3 separate regions of the Zea mays genome follow, and regions 1 and 2 are each linked to region 3. A link is a contact called in public Hi-C data. All regions are on one chromosome and are shown on one strand. Each heading gives the region's core, a stretch centred on a gene start, on an enhancer-like site or on the middle of the called end of the contact. The rest is flanking DNA. Distances are from core to core; before and after follow the strand shown. Region 1 holds the start of LOC100273765. Region 2 holds the start of LOC103632918 (nuclear pore complex protein NUP155). Region 3 holds the start of LOC100381815.

Region 1 (4,047 bases), core at 1,080-3,579, 130 kb before region 3:
GCTGCACTAAAGAAAGCTCAGAATATCTCAGTTCCAGGTGAAGTTTAATCTATTTTCCTGAGTTATTATTGTAGCTAGCATCTGTCTCACGGGTTGACTCCTGAGTCCTGAGCCTGTTCTGTGCCTTTTCTTTGGTTTATTCAGAACCTACAAAGATAGAAAATTTTCGGGAGAGAAACCATCATCCATCTGCAAAGAGAAGATCATTCTGGGGACGTGTCTGGAATTTTTTCAGGTAGACATCATTTCTCATTATTTTTCTTGTCATGAAACTTAAGTAGGCCTATACTGATTACACCAATATTATTTGTTTTTTATTGATCTTCCCTTATCTATTTTCCTTAGTGATAGATGAGGTCACGAGGGATATACAAGGAGATATCTCTTGGTGTATGCTTTTCGCTGACGATATAGTCCTAGTAGATGAAAGCCGGGAAAGAGTAAATAGAAAGCTAGAGTTATGACGTCAGACCCTAGAGTCAAAAGGATTTAGAATTAGCAGGACCAAAACCGAGTATATGAGATGTGACTTTGGTACTACAATTAGTGAGTATGAAGATGTAAGCTTGGGAGTCCAGGTAGTACCAAAGGACACCTTCTGTTATTTGGGATCGATGCTACATAGAGATAGTGATATTGATGAAGATGTTAGCCATAGAATCAAAGCGGGATGGATGAAATGACGTCAAACATCGGGAGTCCTATGTCATAAGAGAGTGTTACAGAAGTTGAAAGGCAAGTTCTACAGGTTAGCGATTAGGCCTGCTATGTTATATGGGGCTTAGTGTTGGCCGACTAAGAGACGACATCCAACAACTAAGTGTCGTAGAGATACGTATATTGCGTTGGATATGTGGGCACACAAGATTGGACTGAGTGAGAAACGATGACATACACGATCGGCTAGGAGTAGCGCCAATTGAAGAAAAGCTTATTCAACATCGGTTGAGATGGTTTGGGCATGTCCACCGGAGACCCCTAGAGACACCGGTGCACAGAGTCATCATAAGACGGGACAATAATAAGAAGAGGTAGAGGTCGACCAAACTTGACATGGGAGGAGGCAATCAAAAGAGACTTGAAGAAATGGAATATTCCAATTGATCGGTGTTTGGATAGAAGTGCTTGGAAAGAAGCTATCCATGTGCCCGAACCGTGATTAGACATTTTTCCTTTTAGTGCTCTCAATGGCTTTTTCCTTTCCCTTTATCTCTCTTTCTCTTTTTGGTGACATCTTGTTGGATTTCCACTCTAGCCTACCCCAACTTGCTTGGGACTAAAAGACTATGTTGATGTATTGATCTGCCAAGCTAGTTGTTTTAGTACCTAGTGCATGACGAAAAGGGCAGGCTTGGCGCTCTTGGAATCTCTAATTGCTTTTTTCTTGGAAAAAAATGCTATCTAAAGGCAATGCCATATGTATATGTGGTTCAGATGCCTAGCTTATCTACATTGCTCTCATTCTGTAAAGCTTGAATTTACTTTTGATAAGGCCATTTAATAATTCTATTCATTACATTCTAGGGATGATAAAGGTGATAAAAGATTTGCTTCAATCAGTGTGCAACCTATTATCCCAGGATGGAATTCTTGCCGAGGAACTGATACGGCTGTCCCCTTGCTATTAAAAGGATTCCTCATGACCGCAATATTCTTATTTGTAATCAGAAGTAAACTCAGGTACACTGGGAAGCGCATTGACCGTCCAACTCAAGCTGAAATACCTGTTGAGCCAGAGTGAATTTCTGTCGTCTTCATTTCTGAACGTTTGCGACATCACAGTTTTGATGATGATCATAAATACGTAACTTTGCCGCGCAAAGCTTCGTCCTGGGAAAAGAATCCGGCTTTGCTTGCAGTGTATGGTATCCAGACGCAGCAGTACAGGTTAACAGAATATGGGTTGCTTCTCATTAGTCATTTCTTGATTCATTATTCCAATATGTAGAAGACACCTGCAGCAATTCCGAGTTTTGACGAAAGCCACATGAAAGACATGAAGAAACATGGCCGTAGGCTAATGTACACTGTATGTATCTTGTCTGCACAAAGTTTTGTAACCATCCCGGCTTGATATCGTTTAACGATTTTGTTGCAACATAATTCATAAGCACTGAATTTATGCAAACAACAGTTCTGACGCGAGACGAATTGGAATAATCACAATTCACAAACACAACAATGCTCCTATTCACAAAAAAAATGCTCCTATCCATACAGTTCAAATGCCTCTGTCATGTTCAAATGGAAACGATTCGTTTCGCTTTGAGACGAAGCAGTTCAAATGCCTCTGCCGTGTTCAAATGAAAACGATTCATTTCGCTTTGAGACGAAGTAGTTCAAATGCCTCTGCCATGTTCGATCGATTTCCAGACCGAGACAAGCGCCGCAGCCCGCAGCAGAAGGCTCGCGACATCAGCTCGAGCCAGCTGACGGGATCCACACGGTGCCATGTCTTCCCGGCGGCCGTCGCATCCGTCCCACCGGAATCCACGGCGATTCCCGTCCGCCTGCTATCTTCTAGTACTCACCCTTGCCCTCCTCGTCGTCTCCGCCGCCGCCAAGTCCTCCCGCCGCCCCATCTCCGTACGTCTCCCCGCCTGACCCGACCCTGCCATCTCTCCTCCGCCCGCCTCTCTAGTCTCTATCCATCCCATCGCGCTTACCGAACTCCGTGGCGCAGGACAACGAGATCCGGCAGAAGAAGGAGGCCTGCTACACCGACGTCGAGAAGTACGTGTTAGTATGATGTGTTCTCTACTATTCAGTGGAACGCATCTGACGCGATGTTTCTGAGTTCTGACGGTGGTTTGTTTCTCTCGGCCGTGCCGTAGCGGGCTGTGGGGATGGGTGTGCAGGTACTCGCCGACGGAGAAGGAGAACTGCGTGCTGCGCTGCCTCTCGCCGGAGTGCTACGACCTCATATACGGCGGGGATCCGGTGAGTGGTGGCATCAGGATGTGGGGTTTCAGCAGCTGCGATATACTTGGTTTACTGATTTTTTTTGCTTGGCTGCCTTGTGTAGCTTGAGGAAGGGGAGTTGGACTATGTTCGAAGCCAGGAGTACAAGTATTGTATGCACAAGTAAGAATGACCAGAACATATCGAACATGTTCGTTTGGGGTTTCAAATGTTGAATTGGGCTGCTTTGTGTTGAAGATTGAAGGATCATATTGTCGTTAAGGTTGTCAAGTCGTAGATTATAAGTTGGGTTGGAGTCTACATAAGATCTCAATCATACGATCTTGATCTTAAACATACGAATCATAAAATGTGATACTATTGTTGACTGGAATTATAGAATCAGGCCCTTGATCAAGATAGTAAATGTGAAAATGCGTAAGACAGAAACATAGGTATTGACATGCATTACTGTGGGTGCATATGTAAATGAAGGGAAATGATAGTGATACTATGTCTCCCATGGTTGATTAGCTCTCTAAACATTCAATAAAACCACATGACTAGGAAGAGAACTGAAGTATTGAGTGATCAGGAACAAGTAGGAATGTTCAGACCCAAGGATATGTTCATTTCTCATACAACTGTGCTTTTTAATAGTCTTCATTTACTAATTTTATCATAACTATCTGTAAATCTTAGTAGGTGCTATGAGCAAATTAAAAAAATAAAGTAGATTATAACTCATCTGACTCAATTTTGTTTACCGTATTCTATCTAGCAACTATGGTGTCTAAAGGGGTAAATAGCGTGTAGGTAGGTGAGCTGTTATGGTCGTTAGATCAGTGAGAGATTGGAGAGGGGTATCGATGGGCAGGAACGTCGGCCGGGGGCCTCTGCCCACGGCCGAGCAAGAGGAGGCTTTCTCCCTTCTAATTCTTGCCTCCTTTATTTCTCATCATTGATTACATAAATAGGCCAACTGGCTGTCCCTATATAGCTAGAGATCCTTATCTCCTTAAAACTCTCTTAAAAACTCTCAACAACTACTAACTGATAACCTTCCTAGATAATCTCAACTAATCTTCTAATCTTATCTCTAACTATCCTTATCTAATCCTCTTGGAGGGCCCATGGTTGCTGCTG
Region 2 (3,878 bases), core at 1,259-3,758, 160 kb after region 3:
GCCCGACCCCAGGGCTCGGACTCCGCCCTGGCCTCTGCCGAACGACCTCCGCCTCGCCCGACCCAGGGGCTCGGACTCGGCCTCGGCCACAGAAGACAGACTCAACCCTGGCTTCGGAGGAGCCCCCACGTCGCCCGACCTCGGGCGCGGGCCCGCCACGTCAACAGGAAGCGCCATCATCACCCTACCCCGAGCCGACTCGGGCCGCAGAGAACAAGACCGGTGTCCCATCTGGCTAGCTCCGCCAGATAGGCAATGATGGCGCCCCGCGTGCCCTGTGATGACGGCGGCTCTCAACTCTCTTACGGAAGCAGGAGGACGTCAGCAAGGACTCGACCGCTCCGACAGCTGTCCCTCCGCCAGGCTCCGCCGCTCCTCCGACGACCACGACTTCACACCAACTGGGTGCCAAGATCTCTCCGGCTGCCACATCGGCCTGTACTTAGGGCGCTAGCTCTCCCCCGCTAGACACGTAGCACTCTGCTACACCCCATTGTACACCTGGATCCTCTCCTTACGCCTATAAAAGGAAGGACTAGGGCCTTCTTAGAGGAGGTTGGCCGCGCGGGGACGAGGACGAGACAGGCACTCTCTTGGGGCCGCTCGCTTCCCTCACCCGCGTGGACGCTTGTAATCCCCTACTGCAAGCGCACCCGACCTGGGCGCGGGACGAACACGAAGGCCGCGGGATTTCCACCTCTCTCACGCCCGTCTCCGGCCACCTCGCTTCCCCCCTTCGCGCTCGCCCACGCGCTCGACCCATCTGGGCTGGGGCACGCGACACACTCACTCGTCGGCTTAGGGACCCCCCGGTCTCGAAACGCCGACAGCGTCCGGCGCCACGCCACACTTAAGCCGCGGCGGCCGAATCGACCGCCACACCTGCGGCGGCAAAACTGTGGCGCGCTGTGGCGGCTTAGGCACCAAACAACCCCTTAATACTAGATCGCTGAGTCCACCTATCGGGGCTTCGTACCTATGCTCCCTTGGACTATAAAAGGGAGGACACATGCGATACAAGAGACAGGTTTATCTAGAGACACCTAGACCCAGTCCAGCCTCATTCACACTCACTCTCACTCAAACTCCCAGCAATACAACTCACAAATGAAGTAGGGTATTACGTAAGACGGCTCGAACCACTCTAAATTCTCGTGTGTTTTTGTGTTCAACCATCTTGTTAGGCTAACCCTATGGAGCCCCTTATTCTTAGGATTAGACTGATGGCTTTTGCCACCCGGTTAGAGTTGACTCTCTCACAAAAATCCTGCTGCCCCGTGCACATGCGCGTGGCATAAATCATATAAAGGAAAAAAGCAAAAAAAAAAGGTAAAAAGGGAGCATAAGGATGGAGGCACGAACCCACTATCCTCTATCTTCAAGAATTCAATATCTACCACCAAAAACAAGTGTTATTTTGGCGCTATTTGGAAGAGCCTCACTTTAAAAATTTCAGGTCTATTCTAGCTTATTTATCCAAATAGGTCTAGCTTCATGAGCCCTAGTTTTTTAAAAAAAACTAAAACTAGAGGTTAGCTTCATGAAATTTTCGAAGCTCTTTAGAGGGCTTCAAAATAACTTTTTCATACCTCTTCGTAGAGTTGCACAAAAATTATCTACCATACCATTGGTTATATGACCTACCGATTTAGTCTCTTTCTCTAGCCGCTAATAATTAAGGGTAATTAAAAAAACTAACACAAATTAATTATATTACAGAAGCTAGAGTCTATGTACAAACCAATCTATCGAAGTTGTTTCATGGTGAAGCTGGAAAACTAAAGCTGCAATTCTTGAAACGAAGCCTCCCAAACAAAGCCTTTATGTTTGTAAAGGATAGTCATATTAAATATACATACACTATTTTTGGGAAATAAAAATATAATCATATTTAAATAAATATCTCATTTAAATAATATCCATCTATATAATATATAAAATCGTAGCAATGCACACGTAACTGAGTATAAAGATAATGAGAATAGAAATATTAGAAGTTATTGGAAACGGTCTTAGCCCATTCCCCTTCCCAGGATATGTGGCGTTTTTACGTTATAGTCGGCATAAGGAAAAAAACGATTTGAATAAAGCCCTGCTTGATCCATTCCGGTTTCTTAAAAACTGGTTACTACATTTAGTTTATAAAAATTGGCTTTCAGAAAAAAAGCGAATAAAAATGTTTAGATCCACTAGTTTTTTTTTTAAAATTCCTTTATAGTTTTTTCATAAATAATGACTAATCATAAAAAAAACTGATTTTAGCTGGGTACTAATTTCTTGGTTTTTAAGAAACGAGAAAACTAGTTTTTTTAGAAAATGAATAAAAAATTGATCTATTTGGAGGCTTTTTAGTTCTAGCTTTTAAAAAATAGTTTCTAAGGTTGTTTTTGGATCATGTAAAATAGGAGAAGCAGAATTGTAACTAATATTGTTTGTAGAAAGAAGTTTAAAATAAGAAATGAGATATGAGATAGAATAGAGAATCAAACAGCCAAGTCAAGTGAAATGACTTCGGGTCCAACCTGCAAAACCGGAACCCGCCCACAAAAATGTGAATCAAAAATCAACCGAACTTGCCAGCCCCGCCGCCCCTCCCTGCCTCCATCGCGCACTAGGGTTTTTCCTCGCTCTCACGTTCGGCCGTTCCCCACCACTTGCGCGTTGTGCCGCGACGCTCCGGCCATGGCGTGGGGGGAGGACGAGGCCATCGGTCCCGACGTGGCCTCGGCGGGTCTTCACGTCTCGGAGCGGATCGGCCGCGACGCCGCCGCGCAGCCCGACCTGGAGGAGGCCCTTGAAGCCTCGCGCTACGCGTCCCACCCCTACTCCTCGCACCCCAAGGAGGCAAGCCCTGCGCGACCTGTGGTCAGCTGCGTGTGTACTGATAGACGCGCACGCTTGAGTTGTTGATGTGTCAGTGTCCGGTTTGGGCGAATGTTACCGTTGTATTCAGGGTTCCTGCAGTTGTCCTGGGGGATTCGTGTCATTGTTTTTCCCAGTAGAATGGGGGTGACGAGGAATCGAAAGATGAAGGTGGAGGAAAACATGGCGAGCAGTGATTTCATCTGATTATTTCTGGTGTTTTTTTTTGGTTGCTTCAGACCTGCAGTAGAAGTTCGGACTTTCGGTTCATATATTGCATTGTAGTATGAGTAGTTTTGGGTCAAATTTTGGGAGTGAGACTCCATGACAGAAGTACTATATGTCACACGGGAGCAATTTACAATTGTGTGTCATACACATGACATGATTCCCTGGCAGGATGTGAATCCTGATTCTGACATTAGAAAACGGTGAAAGAGTTTTTGGTCCTTTAAGTTACGCTGAAACTTGGAAATTGAGGCAAACACGTGGAAATTAGCATAAACCGAAGGACACTAGTTTTTGCAAAAAAGAAAAAAAAAGAAAAAAAGGGGAGGTCCCTATTTGAAACTGGCTACTGGCAAGCTCAACCTTGGCTTATATGAGATCAGCAGTGACGAACAGCTTTTCGGATTGCTGACATCATTCATTCAAGGGACATATTCTTGTATGTATTGGTAATTGAATTGAGGAGGTAGGAACTGGACATTCTGTTTGCTTTGTTTGGTTGAGCATGGTTTATAGACTACTGGTCAGTTTTCACACTTTTAAAGTAGATAGTTGTCTTTGGTTTTGCTTTGCATTTTCTGTTTGCTGGATTTATTAAATGTTTCATGTTTTAGCTCTTATGCTGCTAGGATGAAACACCGCAAACACATTGGTACATGTTGGAACTCTTTGTTTTGAATGCTGGAAAGGTTTCTTCAGAAGTTTTAATGACATTGAACACGATGATCATGCAGGTCTCAGAAATGCTTTGCTGGACCAACCCTTCTCTAACATACCATGTGTTTGTT
Region 3 (4,323 bases), core at 1,012-3,511:
CCTGAACTGGTCACTCTCGGTTACGATATCCTGGTTGATATAGTTATATTATCAGGGATAATTAAGAAGAGAAACAAGGACAAGTTGTAGACATATGAGTACAGTCCAGATGAATATACCTTGACAAGCCTGTCAAGAAGGTGAGCTGCACTTTGAACATTAGCATCGGAATCTGCAGAAAGCTTGCATAAAGCATCAAAAATTTTGTTGAAGTAGATGATGAAATCCCCTCTTACAACCTAAAGATAGAAATTCAATTAGTGTAAAGCAAACATACAAATTATGTTATATCACTGAACTAAATGATCACCTTTGCTATGTTGTATAGCGCTTCACAAGCATAGTAACGCACTCTGCTATCTTGGTCCAGGAAAGAATTAAGCACAGGAGGCACGATTTGCTGGAAGCACAAAGCGACAGAGTTTATTGTACAGTCAAATTGGCAAAACAGAATATAGTACAGAAAATATAATGTAAGCAATAATCATAATTCATGTTAACAGCTTCTTTGCTGGGTAGACATGTGACAAAATAATAGTGTGTTTGTATATGGTAACAGAAGCTTTGTATTAAACTAATAACTATATGATTTGAACATGAGCACACATTGCCATCTAGCATTTATCTCGATTCCCAAGATCTAACCACATCAAAGGAAAATTTTCTGTAGAGCCCTGCAATCTCCCTCATTGACCTTTCTTCCAGATCCACAATATCCATTTCAGTTGATGGCAAAGGTAAACCTAAATAAAATCCTACGAATTAATGTATGAATAACAACATATAGAACTAATATTTTCCAAGCATCAAATGCAATCTGTTAAAAGAATGCCAGAAAGGAAGTGTCTGAAAGTGGGAGGCCATATGCCCATATCTACAACCCGTAGAAGTTAATCCCTATGGTTGGCAAACAATTGACATTTTTGACAAAGTTTAAGTAAAACTTTAAAACTTTGACTACAAAAAACTTTTAATGTGTTCAGTTTAGAAACTTGATAATCATACGCATAGATTTGCCTTAAAAAATGCTTTCATAAAAGAATAAATGTGTTAGGATGTTCAATTACATTCTATTAACAAATAATGATCAAAGCTATGTTTTGGAGACCATGTCGTTCTCCAAAAACTCCAAGTATTTGCAAACCTTGGGACAAATATTTTCATGGTGAACCTGTAAGCATAATAATGTCCTTCAGCACTGTGGGAAATATGAAGTGCTTGAGACCACAAGAAATGAAGTCATTTGGAACCATTGACTAATAGAAGAACGCATGATCCATTGGTGAAGCTCAGTAAGGCAAGTTGACATTGGCAATTTCAACCCCGTAGTTGCCAACTTGCCATTTACAGATTATGCATGCAGGGTTTAAGGCAAATAGCCACATGTTTCCTTTAAGAGCCACAAGGATTCACCCAATACGCGACGACACTGCATAAAGTTGAATATGAATACACTAAATAGATAAGAGTTATCGCTTGCGCTAGCAAACCTCAAGATGCTGAGCTGCCTCACTGGTGAGTCCAACAGTAACTGCTGCAAGACCAATCAACCCACCCTGCTAACATCAAAATGCCACAGAACTCAACAAATCTGACCTCATAAGAACAGAGACATGAAGTACTGCAGTCTATGCAAACCTTCCGATGGTTCGTTTGTGGCGAGTATGTGAAATCGTTGGTGAGCAGCGAGATAACTGCTGATATCCTCTCATGCTCCCCAGCCATTGCAAGCTGCTTCACAATCCCCTCAATCTGTACAAAGGCCACAGCAACAAAAAAAACAATCATCTCAAATCCCTGCCGATTGCTCTAAGACCAAAGCCCGCGAGGAATTGAATCCCTCACCTCGAGCGCGGCGTTTTTCCTCTTCTCGTAGAGCTTGTCAGAAAGGTTCCGAAGCACGGCGCCCGGGATGATGGATAGTGCGTCTGCGGCCATCGCCGGAGAATCCACCCAGGAGATCCCCTGCCCCGCCGCCGCTACAGCCTCCCTATCTCCGGCGATCGCCGCATCGGCCGCACCCGCCGACCCACGGCTCCCGCAGCCGCGACAACCCTAACCCGACAGACCAAGGTCCAAGGCGATGAGCACCAGGAGCAGGGAGGCGAAACCCTAGAGACCTGAGCCCCAACCCGAGCTCGCTCGCAGCAACAGCTCGAGTCTAGGAATGGATTTGCAGGCGGAGGCGACGGTGGTGTGATCTGGAGGAAGAAGGGATCCGAGCGCTACCGCTATTTTTTTCTTCTCCGAAAGGGTAACGTTTACCGTTGTGGCAGCCATTAACGGCGCCTGTTTCTCGTGGGTGATGGTCCAGAGCGGAGGCCAGCCTGGCAAGTGGGACCGGGCTTCATGACCTTGACTGTCAGCCGAGCAGCGCAGTGCGTGGACCAGGTGTATCCATAATCCATGCGAGGGTCTCCGGTCGTGTCCGCTAATCCGCTAGTTCTCTCTCCAAACTCATGCTAAAGTTGTACGCAGCGGATAGTATAAAATAGAGTATTTATAATTATACCGTTTATTATAAACTAAAGTTTAAAATAAAAAAATGTAGTAAAATAGAGTACTTATAATTATACAGTTTATTATAAACTAAAGTTTAAAATAAAAAATAAGAAATAAAATAGGATAGCGACTGGAGAGACCCAAAGCGTGTTCAGCTCGAGGTGAGGGATCATTGAAGACCGGACGCAACGATCCTCACGATCGTTCGGATCGGTTTAGTTGCCTGATCTTGACACAAATCCTAATAAATAAATAAATATATTTTATTTTCCTCGCTATAAAAAATTTTCTAATCTATCTCTCATTCTACAGTAAGTTTATATTTGCTTCTTTTCTCTTCGGATTTTTTTCTCTATCGCAATATATAGTCTACGTAGAATTTGCTATTACATTTGCTTTCAGTTTATAAAGTAAGATCGTATAAAGTTGTTTGATGAGTGTGTTTGATTGGCTAAATAAATTACTCCCTATGTCACAAAATATAATTCTTTCTAGCCCATTCTTTTCGGTCCATATTTATTTAAATAATAATAAACATACACGTACATGCAAATTACATTTATTTCTATATATTAAACGCGGGAGCAAAGCATGCACACCATTTAGCCACGTCACTTTAATTAATTCCCGCCATCGGATCGTGAATCAGCGCTCTTCATCAACAGACTCCTTCCTTAGCGATGTTGCGTCCGGCGTCCGGTCCGTGCTGGAAGCATCCGGACATCCATTAAAAAAAGTAAATCTGACACCTTGCTTCCTCCACTGGAATAGTTGGACGAAGGAGTCGAGGCGAACCCGCCTAGAGGAGCCTAGGCGAAGGAGGCGACGTGCAGGTGCTCCCCCTCCCTCCCTACGTGTCTCTTGCTTTTTCAGGGACGACGCATTCCTCTATACCGCGCCTTCCCTCTCTTCGTCGGCAACCAGGTCGCTCGTCGTCGTCCTCATGTCAGACCTCATCTCTGCCCGACCGCCACGTTGGGCCTCCTGTCGCCACCAGTCCACCACCAGCGCCAAACATGGCCATCGACGCCATTCATGGTGGGCGTCGCCGGTTCTTACTGCCATTTGCTCCCACACCAGGGCCACACCAACATACTCTCTAATGCATGCATGGTCGCCAACATGGTCCGTCGTCTGCCACGTCTCACTCTATGTGTTGTTGCTTGTCCCAATCCTCCATAAGCCAGTGCGACGCTTTGAAGATTTTGGTGTTGCCTTTGGACTTTGCTGAAGACTTGGTCCACGCACGCAAGCTGTTCGACAATACGCCTCAACAGAGTATGTTATCGAAGTCATGTCGCCATATTGCACATGACCGTGTTGTCCGGCGCATGCACGGTCACAGTCATGCTTAGCCACGCTCCATACTATACGTTGTTGGTCCTCTTCATCCTCCACCGGCTATGCGGTGTTTCAAATATGGCATTCTTTGATATCGTACGTTGTACTTTACGTTCTGCATTTTTTTTCTAAACGCCACGTTGTTTAACCACGTTAGATAATTGTGACTAACTTTTGTACATTATTTGTGTTGTAGGTCAAGGACATCTACACACTCTCAACGACTCTTTGAAGAAATACTGAAATATAACAGAAAAAGGTATTTTTCATTATCACATCAGCTTTGCCACTTATATTAGTATTTTTTCTCATTGCAATTGAATGCAAACTAAAGTTTTCCCTCACCTCTATGTCGCGTGATTTTTTGGTATTCTATTGTTTGTGCTGGTAACTTCGGGAAAAAGGTTCAAAACAGTATGTATCCAAATATCAGTTTTAGAATTAGGCCTTGTTCGTTTGTGTCGGATTGCACCCGGAATC

What was found. A called contact is a pair of places that touch in the nucleus more often than the background predicts.
Region 1: a contact with region 3 is called in a Hi-C map of leaf, with 4 times the contacts expected there. The contact joins the promoter of LOC100273765 here to the promoter of LOC100381815 in region 3. A contact is called at or near these places in 10 of 25 Hi-C or Micro-C datasets (bundle sheath, ear, endosperm and 4 more).
Region 2: a contact with region 3 is called in a Hi-C map of ear, with 2.5 times the contacts expected there. The contact joins the promoter of LOC103632918 here to the promoter of LOC100381815 in region 3. A contact is called at or near these places in 5 of 25 Hi-C or Micro-C datasets (ear, endosperm, leaf and 1 more).

The regions. Positions count from the first base shown.
Region 1 is chr1:27,853,455-27,857,501 of Zm-B73-REFERENCE-NAM-5.0, forward strand. It overlaps LOC100273765, which reads left to right and starts at 2,330. Exons shown (of 5, transcript NM_001148170.1): 1 at 2,330-2,586; 2 at 2,684-2,733; 3 at 2,835-2,940; 4 at 3,026-3,084. The coding sequence starts at 2,452. LOC100382193 reads left to right here. Exons shown (of 11, transcript NR_159445.1): 9 at 1-37; 10 at 145-235; 11 at 1,525-2,139.
Region 2 is chr1:28,142,962-28,146,839 of Zm-B73-REFERENCE-NAM-5.0, forward strand. It overlaps LOC103632918 (nuclear pore complex protein NUP155), which reads left to right and starts at 2,509. Exons shown (of 14, transcript XR_556222.3): 1 at 2,509-2,844.
Region 3 is chr1:27,985,368-27,989,690 of Zm-B73-REFERENCE-NAM-5.0, forward strand. LOC100381815 reads right to left here and starts at 2,262. Exons shown (of 20, transcript NM_001361543.1): 1 at 1,846-2,262; 2 at 1,639-1,752; 3 at 1,491-1,556; 4 at 311-400; 5 at 120-239; 6 at 2-30. The coding sequence starts at 1,938.